Linked DNA regions of Mus musculus: region 2 is linked to region 1. Evidence: chromatin contacts called from public HiChIP or PLAC-seq data. All regions are on one chromosome and are shown on one strand. Each heading gives the region's core, a stretch centred on a gene start, on an enhancer-like site or on the middle of the called end of the contact. The rest is flanking DNA. Distances are from core to core; before and after follow the strand shown. Region 1 overlaps Heg1 (heart development protein with EGF-like domains 1). Region 2 overlaps Kalrn (kalirin, RhoGEF kinase).

Region 1 (3,701 bases), core at 800-3,299:
CTGTTTCTTCTTTTAAGAGACTTTGGTGGCTCCCAGTGCTCTACTTACTTATTTATTTACTTACTTATTTTCATTTTTGAAACAAAGAGTCATGGATAGCCCAGGTGGGCTTCTATATTACTATTTAGCCAAGGATGCCCTTGAACTCCTGCTAGCCTCTACATTCAGAGTGCTGGGGTTACAGGCAATCACATCTGGTTTCTCTGTGCCCTGTGCCCCCTTTTTGGACAGGTAGCCAAGACTGGCTGTGAACTTGTGCTTTCTGCCTCTCTATCTCTCAAGTGTTGGGATTACAGGCCTGTGTCACCATGCCTGGCTCCCCTGGCCTTTTTTTTTGGGGGGGGGGGTGTTTGTTTGTTTGTATTGTTGTATATGTGTGTGCTATCAGGGAAATCTCTCTGTAGACCAGGCTGGTCTTGAACTCAGAAGTCCACCTGCCTCTGCCTTCCAAGTGCTGGAATTAAATGTGAGTATTACCATTGCCTGGCTGTCTTTTTAAATTGAGATAGGCTCTCATTAGCCTAGTAGCTTATACTTACACTTACTATGTAGCCCAGGCAGGTTCTAAATTGAAATGATCCTCCTGTTTGAGTCTGGGATTACAGCCATGTGCTACCATGCCCAGCTTTTTCTTCTCTTAAAAAGCAAAATCTAAACTGGGCAACGGTGATGCATGCCTTTAATCCCAGCACTCAGAGGCAGAGACAGGAAGATATATGTAAAGTCAAGGCCAACTTGATCTACAGAGTGAGTTTCAGGACAGCCAGGGCAACCCTGTCTCAAAAAAACAAACATAAAAGTTTAATTTTTATCCTACACATTAAACTAAGTTTTCTCATTTATAGCAAAACAGGCAAATATCTATGATAGCAGTGATCTTTACAAGAGGCCGCAGGTTACATTCCTCTTTGAAATAGTTTTGTCTGGAAAAAAAAACAAAACAGAAAACAAAAAAAGCCACAAACCAATATACTTTGTAGGAAAACAGATGGAACCGTATAGCATAAGATAAACCAGACTCAGAAATATAAATATTGTCTGTCTTCTCTCATATGAGAAACCTAAACTTAAAAATTATATATGCATTTCACACACACACACACACACACACACACGAATGGCATGAAAGTAGAAGGAGTAGGGAACAACTCTGGCTATATAGCCAAGGGTAGCCTGGAACTCACCATGTAGCCCAGGCTGGCCTCACACTCATGATCCTCCTCCTTCAACCTTCCAAATACTAGACTTACAAGTGTGTGCCAGCATACCTGGCAGGATAGCTTTTTAAATAAACAAAATAAAACCTTACTCACTTCCCCATCTTTCCCTTTAGGTATCAACTACCATACACTGCCTGTTGTTCTTCTTCTAATGGTATTCACTGAGGACCAACATATTGGTAAAACACAGCAATATTCTGTTTGTAAAGGCCCCCATGTTTGGATGTCACAGTAATGTGAACACTTCTATGTGTGTGTGTGCTATGGCAGCATGAGACTTGCACTAACACGGATGGAGTTGGAAAATATACTAAGTGATCCCAATGTGTAATGTTTGTATGTGGGGCTAGGAATAGATGTGAGGTGAGTTATAAAACCAAAAAGGAGACAGTGAAAGGGGACAGCTAAGAGTTAAGGGGGAGCTGACAGGACACAGATGACAACAGGAAAGGAGTCTATGGGAGGTGGGAGGGACTTGAGGGGTTCATCAGGTAAAAAGAACCTAAAAGAATTATGTTTGAAAAATGCCAACGTGAATCTTGAAAGTGGGTATGCAAATTAAATATTTTAAATAAAAGAAATAATAATAAAAGGTAAGAGGATGAAGAGATGTCATAGACCCTTACCCATCTCTGCCAAGGGCAATGTCTTACAGAATCATTTCAGGTGCAAGTGCTCACTTCTGCTTTCTGTGACATGGGGCTTCATGGGCTCTTTCTTCCCCAGCACCAACTGTCATGTTGGCTTCTGGCCGTGGAGGGGTGCTGTGAGTGTTTCCGTGGGATTGAGACAGGAACAAACGCTATCTCTGTCCTGTGCTTTCTAGTGTGAGGAGATGCAGCAGAGAGAGCTGGGCTCCTTGGGCCTCCTTCCCCACGAACACGTGTTGGTAGTTCAGTGCTGGCCAGTGCCATCCTCTCAGCTTGAGGCTGTAATCTTTGCTTGCATTTTTCACCAAACCAACCTTGGATACCACCTTCCTTCCGAGCTCTAAGCTTTGTTTACAGGTTTATTTGGAAGAAACCCATTGTCTGTGTACCCTACCCCTTCCCGGAACTGTTTAATCCCTCCACCCGTGCACTCTCGGGGAGGTGGGGGAGAATCACTCCCGTTGACATTCTCAGCCACTGCTGATGAGGAATGAACACATCGCCCAGACTCACGTGGGAAGCAGAGAGGACGTTTTCTTTCAAAATGACTAAACCACAAGTCTGGGAAGGGAAGGAAGCCTGTGTACAGTCTCCTGAAGCAAAAGCAGAGAGGAGGCGGAGTCCCGATTGGGTCCCGATTGGGTGTGCTCTGTAAGTTCTGACCTCAGCTGCCCACGCTAGCGATCCCAGCCATGTCAGACACTCAGGTCCTAGGACGCGTCCTTCCAATAAACTTTGCTTAAACTTGTCAGCCTTTCTCCAGAACTTTAATCGACGAACATCCTTTCATCTGTACAACAGACCTTCCTAGGAAGCTGTATTGGTTTTCGTTTAAAATTCATTCGGTGCTTAACCACACCAGGTCAGAGTTTTGTCTCCCATCCTCTTCCAACTTGACTCAAGGCTTTCCTTTTCTTCTTCTGGAGTCTTCCTTTCTCCAGTCTCCAGGCTGTGTGTGAATCGCAGGGTGCTACTCCCCTCCGTTAGGAGAATTTTCCATGTGACTCACTCTCTGCTGGGGTTTCTGTCCCTTCCATCTCACCAGGCTACAGGGATATCAAATACAGAATAGTATTCCTCTCCCCCTATGCCTTGCTTCCTTCAAGTTCCGATGGGAAAGGGCAGCCCCCAGCTGAGGCCAGCTAGCATTGACATGCGGGTGGTTAGTGATCAACTTTCCTCCTGCTTTGTCTCTGGCTTTCCGGACATGCGCACTGAGCGATGTGTGTTCTGAGCTATTTCTGCTGACACACAATGCTCCCTTCCTCTGATCTGAATCTCCCTGTGGCTGTATGCGATGGATGGCAGGGAGAGCAAAGTGAGACGTTCTTTCTATACCAGGTTTTGGGTGGGTGGAAGACAGTTGGGAATATCCTTAAGTGGAGTGCTCTGGTACTGCAAAGCCGGGAGGGACTGCATTTATGAAAGCCAGAGCCTTTGAAGCAAAGGGCATGTGGAACGGGGTGTGCAAGGGAGATGGATGAAAATGTCTGTGGTAGGAAGAAACTAATGAGAAACAACGGTGCGAGTTCTGCAGTCATGAAGTGACAGTAACCATAAGTGGGAGAAATGGCTTTGAGGAAAAGTCGGTAAAAAGGAGTCATAAAAGATAGCCAGAAGGAAATTATAGTATAGAATAGTATGGCAGTATTAACATTAACATAGTAAGAGTGTAGAAATTAAGTCACTGCATGATTAAAACAGGCGACAGGGCTGGCAAGATGGCTGAACACTAGCTGCTCTTCCAGAGGACCTGGGTTTGATTGCCGGCACTACAAGGTGGCTCAAAATCATATGTGACTCTAGTTCCAGAGGATCCACTGCCCTCTTC
Region 2 (3,701 bases), core at 481-2,980, 330 kb before region 1:
GGTAATCAACAACCAAGAGCCAAGAGCTAGGTCCAGCTGGTCTTATTCTATCAGAGTCTGTCTGAGTATCCAAGCAAATCCAGAAGACTTTGTAAGACGTCCAAGGGGTTTCCTATGACCCCTCCAGGCCAGATGGAAGTTCAGTTCAGTTCAAATCTGAAGCCAGGTGTAGACACCTAGTGTGGTCCAGTCAAACTGAGAACTATGAATTCCACACGGGCTTAGCAAGGCCTGGGCTCCCAGACTGTGTCTGACTCCTAGTCATGGGTAATTCCTCCAAAGACCCCTTCTCCGTTTAAAATGTAGATGGAGCCATGGATTAGGTTCCTGTGTGTGTGTGTGTGTGTGTGTGTGTGTGTGTGTGTGTGTGTGTGTGTGTTGTCTTTTATACACATCTTCTGAAGTGCTCTCAAGTCAAAATAAAAATCAATGGGACACTGAGACTGTCCCTTGGCAGGGTGTGGAGATGGATTTTATTTGGGCAACTGGGGCCCTGTCTGAAAGAGTAACATAAATATCAAAAGTTTTGTTGCTCCCTTTCATTGGGCCCCTAACACACTGTGTGAACTCTGGGTCCTATTAAAGGAGTCTTTCCAAAAGGCCTTGCTAAGTATTATGGGAAACCACAAAGAGAATACAGCCAAAGTGCACAGGGCCAGATATGGCTGTGTGGAGTTCCAGTTTGGGTACCTTGCTTGAAGCTGCTTTATTTCAGTAGCTCGGATAGACTGGGCACAGTGTCACACCACAGTCCTAACGCTGGGACTGAAGCCAGGAGGTCAAGGCCAGCCTGGGCAGCACAGGGAGGGAAGGGGACAAGGTACTCACATGGAAGCCTTTACTCTGCAGACCCTGAGCATCTGTGCTCTCTGGCCACAAAGGGCCATGGTGGCACCTTTACTTTATGACCTCTGTCCCTGTGGAACTGTCAACCTGTGACCTGAAGCTTCATCTTAGGTAGCTTACCACTGGGATCTAAATTAAAAACAGCAGACTCCCATTCCCTGCCTCTTCCCTTGGCCATTCCCACTCATCCTGAGCACCCACCCATCCCACTCACCCAAAGGCGGGGATCAGCTTCTGTCCTGAGGTCTCGCCATCCACAGCTCCTGCCTCTCCCAGGACCCACCACCTCCACAGTTATGGCCCCCATCTCAGGTGTGTCTAGGGACCCCTCTTTGGATACATTGTAGATCTGATTGTGGGCCGTTGTTCTAAGTCAGTTCAGGGATAGGCCTAGAGACATGGCTGAGCAGTTAAGTCCAAGAAGTCTTGGGTTTGATGTGCAGCACCCACTTGTCAGCTCACAACTGTCTGGGAACTTCAGTTCTAGGGTATCTGACTCCCTCTTTTGGTCTCCATGGGAACTGCATGCATGCAGTACAAAGACATGCACACAAGTGAAAACACCCATACACATAAATAGTAACAACAAAGGTTAAAAAAAAGAAAAGCCAGCAACAACCCTGCTTGTTCATTTGTGTTCTGTCAGAGTCAGAAGCCTCAGCAACCCTTGTAAGGTTTGTTTCAAGCTTTCTAATTTTTAATCTCCCAGTTCCTTGTGATTTGGTTTAGAAATTCTGTCCCTTCAGCCTAACAAATAGTGCTTCCATTTGAGAGCGTCAGCAGCCAGCCATACTACACTGACTCCCTCTCTCCTCACACAGCTAGTGATCCGGCTCAGTCCCAGGGAGGTGGTCAGGTCTAAATTTAACTCTGACCCTTCTGCCAGCGAGGCAAGCCAGAGCTTTGAGAGCAAAACCAGAGCTGGGCTGTTCCCAGGGAGTGTGTATGTGTGGGAGAGGGGAGGGGGAAGGGAGGGGGATGGGCCTTTCCAAGAGCCTAAGCTGCCCTGGGAGAAGATGAGGAGGCAGTGGGGGGCGGGGCGGGACCACAGGTATCACTGTTGGCCTTTATCCTAGCTTGTCTGAGTCGCTCAGAGAAAGTCCCTCACACTCTCCGGCCCTCCCAGATTCCTCCCATTGTAAAATGTCCATGACATAACTCAGTGGCTTGTAATTGCCATGGCTACTTGCCAAACATTATGCTACAATTATGTGTTCACCTTTGTCTCCTAATCCAAAGACAACCGGTCACAGGTTAGAGAGATACACAACCTGCTCATTGTGCTATGTTGATAGCTTGCCACCACCGGCTCCAGGCTTGAGTCGGTTGGCATCTTCTTCTGTATCCGTGGGTGCATATGGCAGAGACGGGGCGGGACCAGTGTCTGAAGTCCTGGTTGTAGAATGGCTGTGTCAAGACGGGCACTAGGAGCAGAGCACTGAAGGCAGTTTAGCCCCATGTGTAAGTACGGTCCGTCGCATTCAGCACTCTGTGCCGTAGAATGCGTCTGTGTGATGCTTCTGGCCTTGGGTCAGGTTATGATTCAATGGGATCATCTCTGTGTTTCTATCTGATCTCTGACAGATGCTTAGCAAGCAGTCCTATGAGTTCCTGTGTCTTTACAAAGTGCCTTCACTGGAAGTTAAGAGGCAAAAAAGAGCCCAAAGCTTTTGTGGGGAAATGCCTGGTTAGTATCACAAGTGGACTTGACTGGGAGGGAGTGTAGGCCAGCCAGCTATCTGGGGCTTAGCTGTCTCTTCTCTTCTCTCTCTCTCTCTCTCTCTCTCTCTCTCTCTCTCTCTCTCTCTCTCCCTCCCTCCCTCCCTCTCTCCCTCTCTCTCTCCCTCCCTCCCTCCCTCTCTCCCTCTCTCTCTTCCTCTCTCTCTTCCTCTCCCTCTCCCTCTCCCCCCCTCGCTCTCTCGCTCTCAGTAAACGATCTAATCATGAGCAGTTCTTTTAGCGCTGAGTTTCTCGCTGGCATCAGTGCTCCCTAAGTGTGCCAGCTCTGTCTGGTAACCTGACTTCCATAGGCCAGTTCCTTCCACAGTCTGCTCTAGAGAACATAGGTGGTTGTGAGGATTTAGGTGAAAACACAGAGTTCCTGGCTCCCGAGCTCAGAGGATGCAGGCAGACTCTAGCTCGAGGGCTGTAACGTTCTCCCCAGCGCCAGGTGTTTTTTGTCCTTACAAGGCCTTCATTCCGAACGAGCTCCTAAGTGGGATGGGGTGGACAAGTGAGCACTGCTTTCAAGGAGACAGATGTGGGACATGGGCCTCCTGTCTGGGCCTTTTGCCTGATCTTTGGGCTGTAGGAGCCTCTCCACTATTGATCTGCAGATCTTGGGCTGAGTTTAGGTGCTGGTTCTCCTAAGAGTGGTCTCCTCTCAAACCCTGGAGGCCAATGTGGTGGATTCTTTTTTTTTTTTTTTAACTTTCCTTCTTTTTTCTTTTCATATGTTTGTATGTGTTGTCTATGTGTGCGTGTGTTTGTATGTTAACTTGTGTGTGGATATATGTGTGTATGCATGTTCATATGGAAGTCTATTTGACATCAGGACTCTCTCTGCCTGGATGGCTCTCCACCATGATCTTTAAGGACAGGATCTCTCTTCTAACCCAGAGCTTGCTAATACTGTAGTCTCACTAGCTAGCTTGCTCTGAGGATCCCATGTGTGTCTTCTGGAGTTATAGGTGGGCTGCCATGACCATGTGGCTTTTGTGTGCATTCTGGAGATCCCAGCTTCAGTCTCTGTACTTCCAAAGCAGACTGTTTGACTGCTGAGCCGTCTCCCAGCCCTGTGTTGGATTCTTTAAGCAGGTTTTATTTATTTGTTTGTTTGTTTGTTTGTTTATGAC

Evidence for each region. HiChIP or PLAC-seq counts read pairs in DNA pulled down with a chosen protein or histone mark.
Region 2: a contact with region 1 is called in an H3K27ac HiChIP or PLAC-seq map of extraembryonic endoderm stem cells. The contact joins two enhancer-like sites. A contact is called at or near these places in 2 of 484 Hi-C or Micro-C datasets (cerebellum and granulocyte-monocyte progenitors), 8 of 115 datasets of contacts at active chromatin or transcription factors (embryonic stem cells, epiblast stem cells, extraembryonic endoderm stem cells and 3 more) and 2 of 9 other capture datasets (adipose tissue and embryonic stem cells).

The regions. Positions count from the first base shown.
Region 1 is chr16:33,754,914-33,758,614 of GRCm38.p6, reverse strand. All of the region lies in intron 12 of Heg1 (heart development protein with EGF-like domains 1), which reads right to left. Among named protein-coding and RNA genes, the nearest start is that of Muc13, 38 kb to the left of the region's middle. Within about 2 kb of position 2,049, at least 96 of the 459 cell types and tissues checked have an H3K27ac peak or open chromatin away from gene starts, as enhancers often do. A contact at or near this core is called in extraembryonic endoderm stem cells, where this site is marked.
Region 2 is chr16:34,080,345-34,084,045 of GRCm38.p6, reverse strand. The region is part of intron 34 of Kalrn (kalirin, RhoGEF kinase); the gene reads left to right. Among named protein-coding and RNA genes, the nearest start is that of Gm41448, 38 kb to the left of the region's middle. Within about 2 kb of position 1,730, at least 69 of the 459 cell types and tissues checked have an H3K27ac peak or open chromatin away from gene starts, as enhancers often do. A contact at or near this core is called in extraembryonic endoderm stem cells, where this site is marked.